3 separate regions of the Sus scrofa genome follow, and all the other regions are linked to region 2. The links are chromatin contacts, called in public Hi-C maps. All regions are on one chromosome and are shown on one strand. Each heading gives the region's core, a stretch centred on a gene start, on an enhancer-like site or on the middle of the called end of the contact. The rest is flanking DNA. Distances are from core to core; before and after follow the strand shown.

The links. A called contact is a pair of places that touch in the nucleus more often than the background predicts.
Region 1: a contact with region 2 is called in a Hi-C map of liver, with 9 times the contacts expected there. The contact joins two enhancer-like sites. A contact is called at or near these places in 5 of 47 Hi-C or Micro-C datasets (alveolar macrophages, liver and skeletal muscle).
Region 3: a contact with region 2 is called in a Hi-C map of liver, with 10 times the contacts expected there. The contact joins two enhancer-like sites. A contact is called at or near these places in 5 of 47 Hi-C or Micro-C datasets (alveolar macrophages, embryonic fibroblasts and liver).

What each region holds. Positions count from the first base shown.
Region 1 is chr9:106,434,792-106,438,195 of Sscrofa11.1, forward strand. No RefSeq gene overlaps it. Among named protein-coding and RNA genes, the nearest start is that of CCDC71L, 110 kb to the right of the region's middle. Within about 2 kb of position 1,945, at least 16 of the 83 cell types and tissues checked have an H3K27ac peak or open chromatin away from gene starts, as enhancers often do. A contact at or near this core is called in liver, where this site is marked.
Region 2 is chr9:106,637,671-106,640,793 of Sscrofa11.1, forward strand. No RefSeq gene overlaps it. Among named protein-coding and RNA genes, the nearest start is that of PIK3CG, 66 kb to the right of the region's middle. Within about 2 kb of position 1,586, at least 8 of the 83 cell types and tissues checked have an H3K27ac peak or open chromatin away from gene starts, as enhancers often do. A contact at or near this core is called in liver, where this site is marked.
Region 3 is chr9:106,417,021-106,420,024 of Sscrofa11.1, forward strand. No RefSeq gene overlaps it. Among named protein-coding and RNA genes, the nearest start is that of CCDC71L, 130 kb to the right of the region's middle. Within about 2 kb of position 1,666, at least 7 of the 83 cell types and tissues checked have an H3K27ac peak or open chromatin away from gene starts, as enhancers often do. A contact at or near this core is called in liver, where this site is marked.

The DNA of each region.
Region 1 (3,404 bases), core at 695-3,194, 200 kb before region 2:
GGCTTTAACTTCAGTCTATAGAATCTGAGGACATAACCTCCAAGCAGACCCCACTATGGACAGATTCAGCTGTGGCCATTTATTAGAAAGGGAGAGCTTATGGTTCAAAGAGCCTGAATTTTAAAAACTCCAGTTATATAAACAGCTAGAAATCTAACTACAAGAGAAGTGTGATGATGGCCGCAAGGGGCAACCTAAATAGCTCCCCACCAGAAGTTATGGGGTCGTCATATCTCTTCAATAGCACAAGAATCTAGGGCTCTCTGGAAGAGAGGAGAACAAAGGATTTGGGAGGAGACTCTTAGAACAATAAGAATCCTTCAAAAACAGCATAGCAAAGGATACTCCAGTCACAGGAGATCTTAGCCAGAAGCTGATGTCAGTTTCAGCCTGGGTCACCAAATGCTTGTTAAGAAGAAGGGCTAATTGTGGGCAGTGGCGTGGAAAGTTCTCCCAAATGTCTTCCATCCTCAGAGGAGCTTCCCACATACCCTCCACATTTCTAGAGAGATAGGATTTGTCAAAATACTGAGGAATGTAAAGACGTGAAGCATCAGGGCTCCTGTAAAACACTCCGAAGACAAGCCTGCCCTGTGTAGGAACTTTAAAACTCAGATCGGAGAGGACCTCCCACCATCTGAGGGTGAATGGCTGCAGGAGCTCCAGGAAGGGGCCAGAGGTGCATTATGGCTTTGCCTCAGTTACAACTCAGGGACAGAATGTGATCTGGACTGAGGAAATTACAGGAGGGCCTTAAGGACTGTCAGGCAAGCAGGCAGGTGGGTGGAGGCACTGAGAATGTTTTCCCTGATCTGCTTCCAGAGAGAAGCCTTCCATGTCATTTTTTTGCTCTAGAGTGAGGCTTTGTTTTCTGTGCCCATCAAATTGAATTACTCTAGGTTGCATCCATGCTCCTATCTCTGGCTACACTATGGCTCCACAAAGGCTTGGACTAAGTCTGGGTCTTATTCATTGTGCATCCCTACACCTTAGCAAAAAGAGCCTAGAACTTAGAAATTTTAGCTGAATGAAGAGTGAGACTCGGAGGCAAAGATTACTTTAATTACCATTTCCACTGGTACACATTTATCACCTGGCTGGTGTGGTTTGAAGTGTGAGATTAGAAACTCTATTACTAAATAATTACAGTGATTTTGTTGAGAACCTGAAACCTAAAGCTATCATTTTCTGATTCTCAACTAAGAAAATACAACTACACCACTGATGTGGTCTAAATATTTGCATCCTCCCAAATCCATATGTTGAACTCCTTACCCCAAGGTGATGGTATTAGAAGGTGGGACTTTTAGAAGGTTATTAGAAACAGGAGGACTCTGCTCTCCTGATTGAGATTAGTGTCCTTATAAAAGACTCCAGTGTATATAAAATATATAAAAGACTCAATTAAAGACCTCCTTTCCCTCTTCCATCAAGTGAGGTCACAGTGAAAACTCACTGTCTATGAACCAGGAAGTGGGCCCTCAGCAGACACCAAATCTGCCAGCACCTTGATCTTGTACTTTCAGCCTCCAGAACTGTGACAAATCAATTTCTGTTGTTGATAAGCCATTCAGTCTATGGAATTCCGTTATGGCAGCCTGAATGGACTAAAACTACTTTGTCAATCCATGAGGAAAGGGAGCTGCCTTCTTGGGAGTGCCCGGTTTTGTCTGATTAGCACAGTTGAAATTTTTATGTTAAAAAATCATATTGTGTTAAAATGATTAGAAAACAGCTACAGTTCTTCACTCCTCCCTGTATCTATACCTGTTGCAATGTGACACTGTGGTTCTCCCAACAAGAAGTGGAGTCTATTTCCCCCATCCCTTGAATCTGGATGGGACTTGCGACTTGCTTTGGCACAAAATGTAATGGAAGTGATAGTGTGCTGGTTCTGAGCTTATGCCTCTAGGGAGCTTGCATATTTCCACACGCTCTCAGAATCCTGCCACCACTATGTAAACAAACCCAGGCTAGCCTGTTAGATAATGAAAGACACGTGGCTTGGTCACATATTGACTCAGTTGACAGCCAGCCAACTGCCAGATGTGTGAGGCCATCCTAGACCAGCAGCTCCAGAAATAGCTAACTGATCCACGTAGAATGTCTAAGAATGGTTTCACTCTGGTCACTAACTCTGCTAGCAACATTCTACTTTCAATCAGACCAGAATCTTGATTATTTCAGAAAGGTCAAAGGGGAAAATAATCAAACCTTCATATTTTTCTTGACACAGATCAGGGGGAGGAGTTTAAAAGAATTAATGCACTTGCAGAATTAACTGATTTGTTTCTAGGGTTATTGGCAATTGGAAAAAATGATTAATAGTACCATGCTAATCAGAGACCTTACTAACCTGAGCTGCCTTATACTGGAGAGTATGCAAGCTTACAAGGCTCATTTACAAAAGCAATTTAATCTAGTGCTGGGGAGTTTCCATCATGGTTCAGTGGAAATGAATCTGACTAGCATCCATGAGGATGCAGTTTCCATTCCTGGCCTCACTCAGTAGGTTAAGGATCTGGCATTGCTATGAGCTACAATGTAGGTTGCAGACCAGGCTCGGATATGGCATTGCTGTGGCTGTGGTGTAGGTCAGCAGCTACAGCTCTGATTCGACCGCTAGCCTGGGAACCTCCATATGCCATGGGAGCGGCCCTAGAAAAGGCAAAAAGACCAAAAAAAAAAAAAAAAAAAAAGAGTAACTCATAACTGTTAAGAGTTACGATAAGTTCTTGTTAGAATTAGGTTTAGTTCTAAGTGACAAAAAGCCCCAAATCACAATAGCTTAAATTGGATTGCAATTTATTTCCCTTACATAACTATCTAGGAAAGATCAGGACCTCATTGTGCCAGGGGCCCAGGCTTCTTCTAACTGGCTGCACTGCCATGGGTGGCCTTGACTCCATGAACCCAGATGGCAGCTATGCATTCCAAGCAGGAAGATGCAGGGAGGAAGAATAAAAGGCAAAGGAGGGAGGGTGTCAAGATGGCAGAGTAAGAGGATGCAGAACTCACCTACCCCTCAAAGACATCAAAAACACATCTATCTATGCAACATTTATGAAAACTAGAGACTAGCAGAAAGACCCCTATATAACCAAGGATGTAAGAAAGAACCACATGGAATCAGGTAGGAGGGAAGAGAAGTGACCATAGATTGGGACCTATGACCCTGAGAGGGGACATCTAGGGAAAAGGAGATCCTCACTGGGGATGAAACAGCTTAAGTCATATATTGGGTGCCCTGACCTTGGGGTCCAACACAGGGAAGATGAGCCTGCCCTTAGCTAGTCAGAGGGTCAGTGGGACAAACATGAGGGCTGTGAGAAGCCTGGACTCCACTTGTGAGGAGCATGCAGCCTCTTACTTGGGGCCAAAGAAGTGCACAGTAGAAAATGCAC
Region 2 (3,123 bases), core at 336-2,835:
CTTATAAACCAGAGTGTTAGTTTCTTGATCTATAAAAGAAGGTATATCTGACCAGTCAGCAGGCTCTGCTCTTTGCTTGAGCATGTCTTTCTGGCAGGGAAGTCCTCTTAGAAAAACACACTAATGCCATATTTAAATGTTTGACTACCATGGCAACCCATAGGGACACTTTTGCATGCACCTATGCCTGCAGGTGTGTGATTTGAAGAGCAGACTGTGACTCTTTGTGATTAGAAAAGGGTATCCTACTTTCTGGTAGATACAGGCCCATGATGATGAGGGGAAGGTGGGCTGGATTTCACCCCCAACTCATTTCTTAGGGTAGGGGTCGTTGTGCAGTGTAAAACCTAGGCAAGAGTATATAGCAGACCTAATAGAAGCAGTGAATTAAAACAAGAGTAATTGGGTATTTTAAGGAATATTTCCATTAAAGTATATGGCATATGGTATCAAGAAGAGTGACTGTCATGAAATGATGTCTTTTCACCTTCCAGTGTATGTGAAACCTATTTAAAAAAATCAAAGTTTCCTTTGTTAATCCCATATGAAATAATGGATCCAACTCTAAAGAGGTCCTTTTGGTCTTTTCTAGGGCTGTACCCGCAGTATATGGAGGTTCCCAGGCTAGGGGTCTAATCAGAGCTGTAGCCACCGGCCTACACCAGAGCCACAGCAATGCCAGATCCCAGCTGCATCTGAGACCTACACCACAGCTCACTGCAACGCCAGATCCTTAACCCACTGAGCAACCTACAGTTACTAGTCAGGTTCATGAACCACTGAGCCATGACAGGAATTCCTTCTTTTTTTTTTTTTTTTTTTTTTTGTTAAACATCCAACAGTGGCTGAAAATATTTTAAAGTCATTCTGGAAAGTGTTCACATTTCCACACTCTATTTCACTGCAAGAAAAAGGGCAAATTCCAGCAAGAGAAGCTGGAATCCTGGAGAGAAAGAGATGAGACAACTTGGGTTTGCCCCTCCCCCTGCAAGGGTAGCTGAAATCAGCCAGTTCAGCAAACAATTGTACTGCCCCCCCACCCCCCACCTGTTAGAGAAAAGGACAGCAAACAACCTGCAAAAGGCCACATCAAGTTTTATCCTGATATGCAGGTCTGATCCACTCCCTTGCTGGGCCCCCTCGGTGTGGCCAAGCCTGGAGGTCACTCTTCCCCTTCCTTTCTCCTCTATCTGTCCTTCCCTGGGGCTTGCCTTAAAGGACAGTTTCTTGATCAGAAGAAATCAATTCTAAGACATTAACCACTTGAAAACAGTGATCGGGTCACCCCTACCATTCATGGGCTCTAAGACAAGAATGTGATAGAGGCCCACAAACCGTCTATGTATTTAGACGTTATCATCAATGCTAAGGAGCTGCTGAATGAAACATGTTCTGTTCTCCTACCTGATAAATGTACCTTCCAAGGGACCCAGAATGCCAGGTGGCAGTACAGGGAAAGCCAGCTCCTGGCCACAGCCAACCCTGCACTTGGGGTTTCCTCTGGCTCTGGTAGATACAACAGCTCACAGAGCCAAGCTCCATCCACATCCCCAGGGACGGCTGTCCCCAGGCCAGCCACCTCTGAGGCCTAAGGCTGTCAACAACAGGGTACGCCCCCTGGAGGTCAGACCAGGAAAGAGCCCGTGCAAAACCTGGGAGCCCGCTCAGTGGTGGCAGAAAATTCCAGGCGCCTGGCACCTTGATGAAGGTCTGGAAGGCTGGTCCTCGACTCCAGGTGGCATATCCTCTTGAGTCCACTGATTGCCCCACCACACGAGGATGGACAGGGCCAGAGCAGGGTCCTCTAAATACAGACCTGGCCTGGATCTAAGTGGTACTGTCACTGATTATTTGATTTTTAGTCCTAGCTACTTCAATTATGAGTCTGATCTCAAAGTGCAGTCCTGAAGAAGCCTGTTAAAATGTAAATTCCTAAGCCTTAGCCCAGACCTAGGAATCAGTTGATCTGGACAAAGTTTCAAGGAATCTTTATTTTTTTTTTTAATCTATAATGATTTTTATTTTTTTACATTATAGCTGGGTTATAGTGTTCTGTCAGTTTTCTACTGTACAGCAAGGTGATCCAGTTACACATACATATACACATTCTTTTTTTCTCCCATTATCATGCCCCATCATAAGTAACTAGACAGAGTTCCCAGTGCTATACAGCAGGATCTCATTGCTTATCCATTCCAAAGGCAATGGTTTGCATCTATTAACCCCCATTTTTTTTTTTTTTTTTTGGAATCTTCATTTTTAAACAATCTTCCTAAATGACTCTTACTCTGAAAGTTGAGAAATGTTATCAAACAGCTCGGGCCCTGCCTTTCACAGGAATCTATAAAATCTATCCCCTAACGCTGGGCCCCTGAATGAACTAATGAATGGCTCTCCATCCTAGAGATATTATCATCTAGATAACCTCGTGAGACTTCCAGAAGCTAAGGCCAGACTCTTCAGCAGAGGGTTAGATAAACACTGACCACACTGTACTCGCCAGTTCCAAGAACACCATTACTTAATTCCTGGCAAGTAGCAATGTAATTGAATAGGTCACAGTTTGCTTCTAGCCAGCTTCGTGGGAACACCGTGATCTCTTATCAAAGATTCTGAAAACATGCATGGTTTCCCAACTGTAGTGGGGCAATTTTTTAATTATTACTCAATTCTGTGCCATTTAAGTCCCCTCATTCTTTCCTTTCACCCACCATTCAGCAGTCTGTGGGCACCTTCTGAATAGCTCACCTTCAGGGTAGAACCATCCAGGCAGAACAAAAGCCATGGGTTATAAGCTACCAGGAAGATTTTGGTCAATCTATAGCAAAGACCACTGTCTGCTTTCTACTGGAAGGGGCATGCATCTGAGAGAAGAAAAGTGAGTTTCTCCTTTTTAAAAAAATTGCAAATACCAGAGCTTAACTTTAAATATCAAGATCCAAAACCCATGAATTCAGAGAACCTTATACCATAACCCACTGATAGAAGAAGAATGCATATGCTGACTTAAAGTAGGTAAAAATGTAATGAATGGGGGAGAAAAATCAGAGTGAATAGGACTGGAATTCAGACACTGGTAAGTCCCTGAGAAAGTCCCCAGCTTTCCATCCCCAGTACCAAGTT
Region 3 (3,004 bases), core at 416-2,915, 220 kb before region 2:
TTTCCCTTTTTGTTAACTTGGCTCTGTCTCTCCCTTTCCCTTCTCCCACGTTCCCTTCACCTTTATCAGCCCTGCCTCCTCCACTTGAAGTGACCAGTTTTTACAACCTAATACACATGCTTCCATGCTGCTCTCTGTACTTACATAATACCATTCAGACCTACACACATTTGGGTTTTTTCCCTTCTTGAAAATAGGATAGTATATGCATGTTTCTCCATCTATTCTTACTCAAAAATGTCTCATGGGAATTCTTTCCAAATAAGCTGGTTTAGCTGTAACTAATTTTTTTAATGACTGAAAAAATATCCCTTTGAATGAGATGTATCAACAGTTATGAAGCTACTACTCTGCTTATAGCCATTCTTTTCTGTTTCTTCCCTCTGAACCAGGCTGCAGGAAACCTCTTTGGACATATATCCTTAAAGCTGCTGCTTTTATTTCTAGGTGCTATCCTCCCAGGAGGGAAGTTGCTGGTTCAAGGGACACATGATCTTTTTCATTTTAATAGACACCATCAAGTTTCTTTCCCCAAAGATTTGGGCACATGACATTTCGCCAGCAAAGTTATCAGAGTACGTTCCTCCCCTAATCCCACCAGCATATGGTATTATGGCTCTTTCTGCCAGTTTAAGTGTAAAATGGTCTTTTATTGTTAACTTGAATTTGCCTATGTCTCACGACTAATGAATTTGAGCATCTTCTCATATGTTCATTGGCCTGTTGGCCATTTGAATTTATTCAATAAATTGTTCATTTGCATCCTTTGAGCATCTTTCTCCCATCTTGTCTTTTTCTCAAATTTAAGAGTTGGTATTTTTATATATAAACCTTGTTACTTGCATTACAAGTGTACTGTCATCTATTGATTTTATAATTTTTAAATCAAATATAACTATATTTTCCTTTAAAGTTTTTAGTTTGGGTTTTAAAAGTCTTCTTCCATCTCTAGAATGTTTATGTAGAATACCACATTTTAAAACATTCCCTGCATTGTATTTTTTTACATTTAGATTTTAAACTATAAGGGGATTTTTCCATACAGTATAAGGTAGGAGTCTATGTTTATTTTCTTCCAAATGAAGAGCCAGCATTATCTATTCTATATTACATCTTTTTTTTTAATTTGTAAATATTAAATTCTAACATTGAGATTGGCACCTGCCTCTTTCTAAAGGCAATTCAATAAAAAATTGGGAGGGTAACCAACATTTCAGCCATGGTAGTTTTTGGGTGGCAGGAATTTAGGTAACATAATTATTCATTTGGCTTAGCTGTGTGTTCTGATTTTTCCTATATTGAGCAAGCAGTACTGTTTTAACAAAAGTGAATAAAGGAGGGGAAAAAACCCAGCAAATACAGAGTTTCATCATCCATAGTGTCTTAGGACAAAAACAGTCACCAGGGAGCAGCATCACTATTCCGATAACAGAAACTTGAGAAGGGTTTCTCCCTGGGGGGAGGCAGGAAGAGACCTGTAATCGGGTTGTTTCTGGGAGTCCCTGGAAAATCTCTTTAAAGGCCACTTGGCCCTGAGTTGGGTGCTGATTAGGTTTGGCGAAGTCATTGAAGTCATTTCCTTCAGGCAAGAAGCTCGTTGTGAAATAGGTTGTGAGGTGGGGACTTAAAAATGGGATTAGCAGGCATTGAGTGCTCAAGCACAAGGAGTTTAATTGGTTGGAAAAGCAGCTTGCTCTGAGCTGATGCAATAACTACTGGGGCTGAGTGTTCTGTCTGAATATGGTGAAATGATGCAATTATTACTGCCTGCGTTAATCAGCCACTCAATTACTGGCAGGAACTTACATGCTTCAAACAGTACCTTGAATTGGAGATCAGAGAGCACAAATTAGGTGAAAGTGACCAGAGCCCTGTAACTCCAGGGCATAGCATCTGTCCCTCACTGAGAAGGTCACTTATCCCTCAAATCTCCATCAAACAGTCCCATGGCACACGTAAAAGCCATTTGCAGAGTCATGGTTGTTGTCTCTCAGGGCCAAATGACCAGCAGCAGCACAGCCCAAGGTAACCTAGACAGACTTCCCCACCTCCACCCCCCAAAACACACTTCCTTCTTCACCCGGTCACCCTAGGGAAGGTCAAAGCATGAGAGCTGGCGTGGTGGTCAAGGCCTGGTACTGGGGGTGGAGGTGGGGGGGTGTCAGCAAATCAAAATGCACATTGTAATTCCAGTTTGTGCAGAGGGAACCCTGCAACAAGACTAGTTTCTCCAAAACCACTTATAACAAGTGCAGCATCACGTTTCTTGGCGCCACTTCTGATGATGCCTCTTAGAGGATGCACTCGGCAGAATTCCAGAGACGGGCTCATAAACTAACCAGGTGGGAAGGCAGAACTTAGTGGTCCAAGGAGGCTCCTGTCCAAGAGTCCGCTGACCAAGATAGCCTTTAGGGACTCCTCCTTAGAACAGTATTGCCCACAACCGAGTCCTTGATAATTATTGACCCACCTGATGATTTTTCGCAATAGGGCTGTTCTGGGATGATGGTGAAATACCAGACCACACATATTGGCAGTCAGGCAAGCTGTGGAGAGAGATGACACCCCCTTAATGGCAGCTGAAGGGCCTCATGAGGTCTGTACAAAGGCCCCCCAACTACCTTTTGCAAGAAGGGGGTATGGTGACTGAGTGACTCTGGCCTTCTCCATTACCCAGGGGAACTTGATGCCTCAGAGTTGACTTCATTGCAGTCATAATCATTTCAGGCTTGAACACGGCAAAGCAGGTATTCTCACATATCCACCTTGGCCATGAAACAAACAATAACAACACTCAATAAATTTCCCATATCTCTTTTAACTTAGAGAAATAAAATAGACTTTCCAAGACAAATTGGCCAGGAGCTAAGTGCCTCATTAAATTTTGGGGAGTATCTTGGAAAAACTTTAACTTTGGTTTTGGAATCATTTGAATTAAATCCATTATTTACCTCAGAAAAGGACAAGACCAAAAGGGCTTCAGTTTCTCTAGGTGGTTGCTACT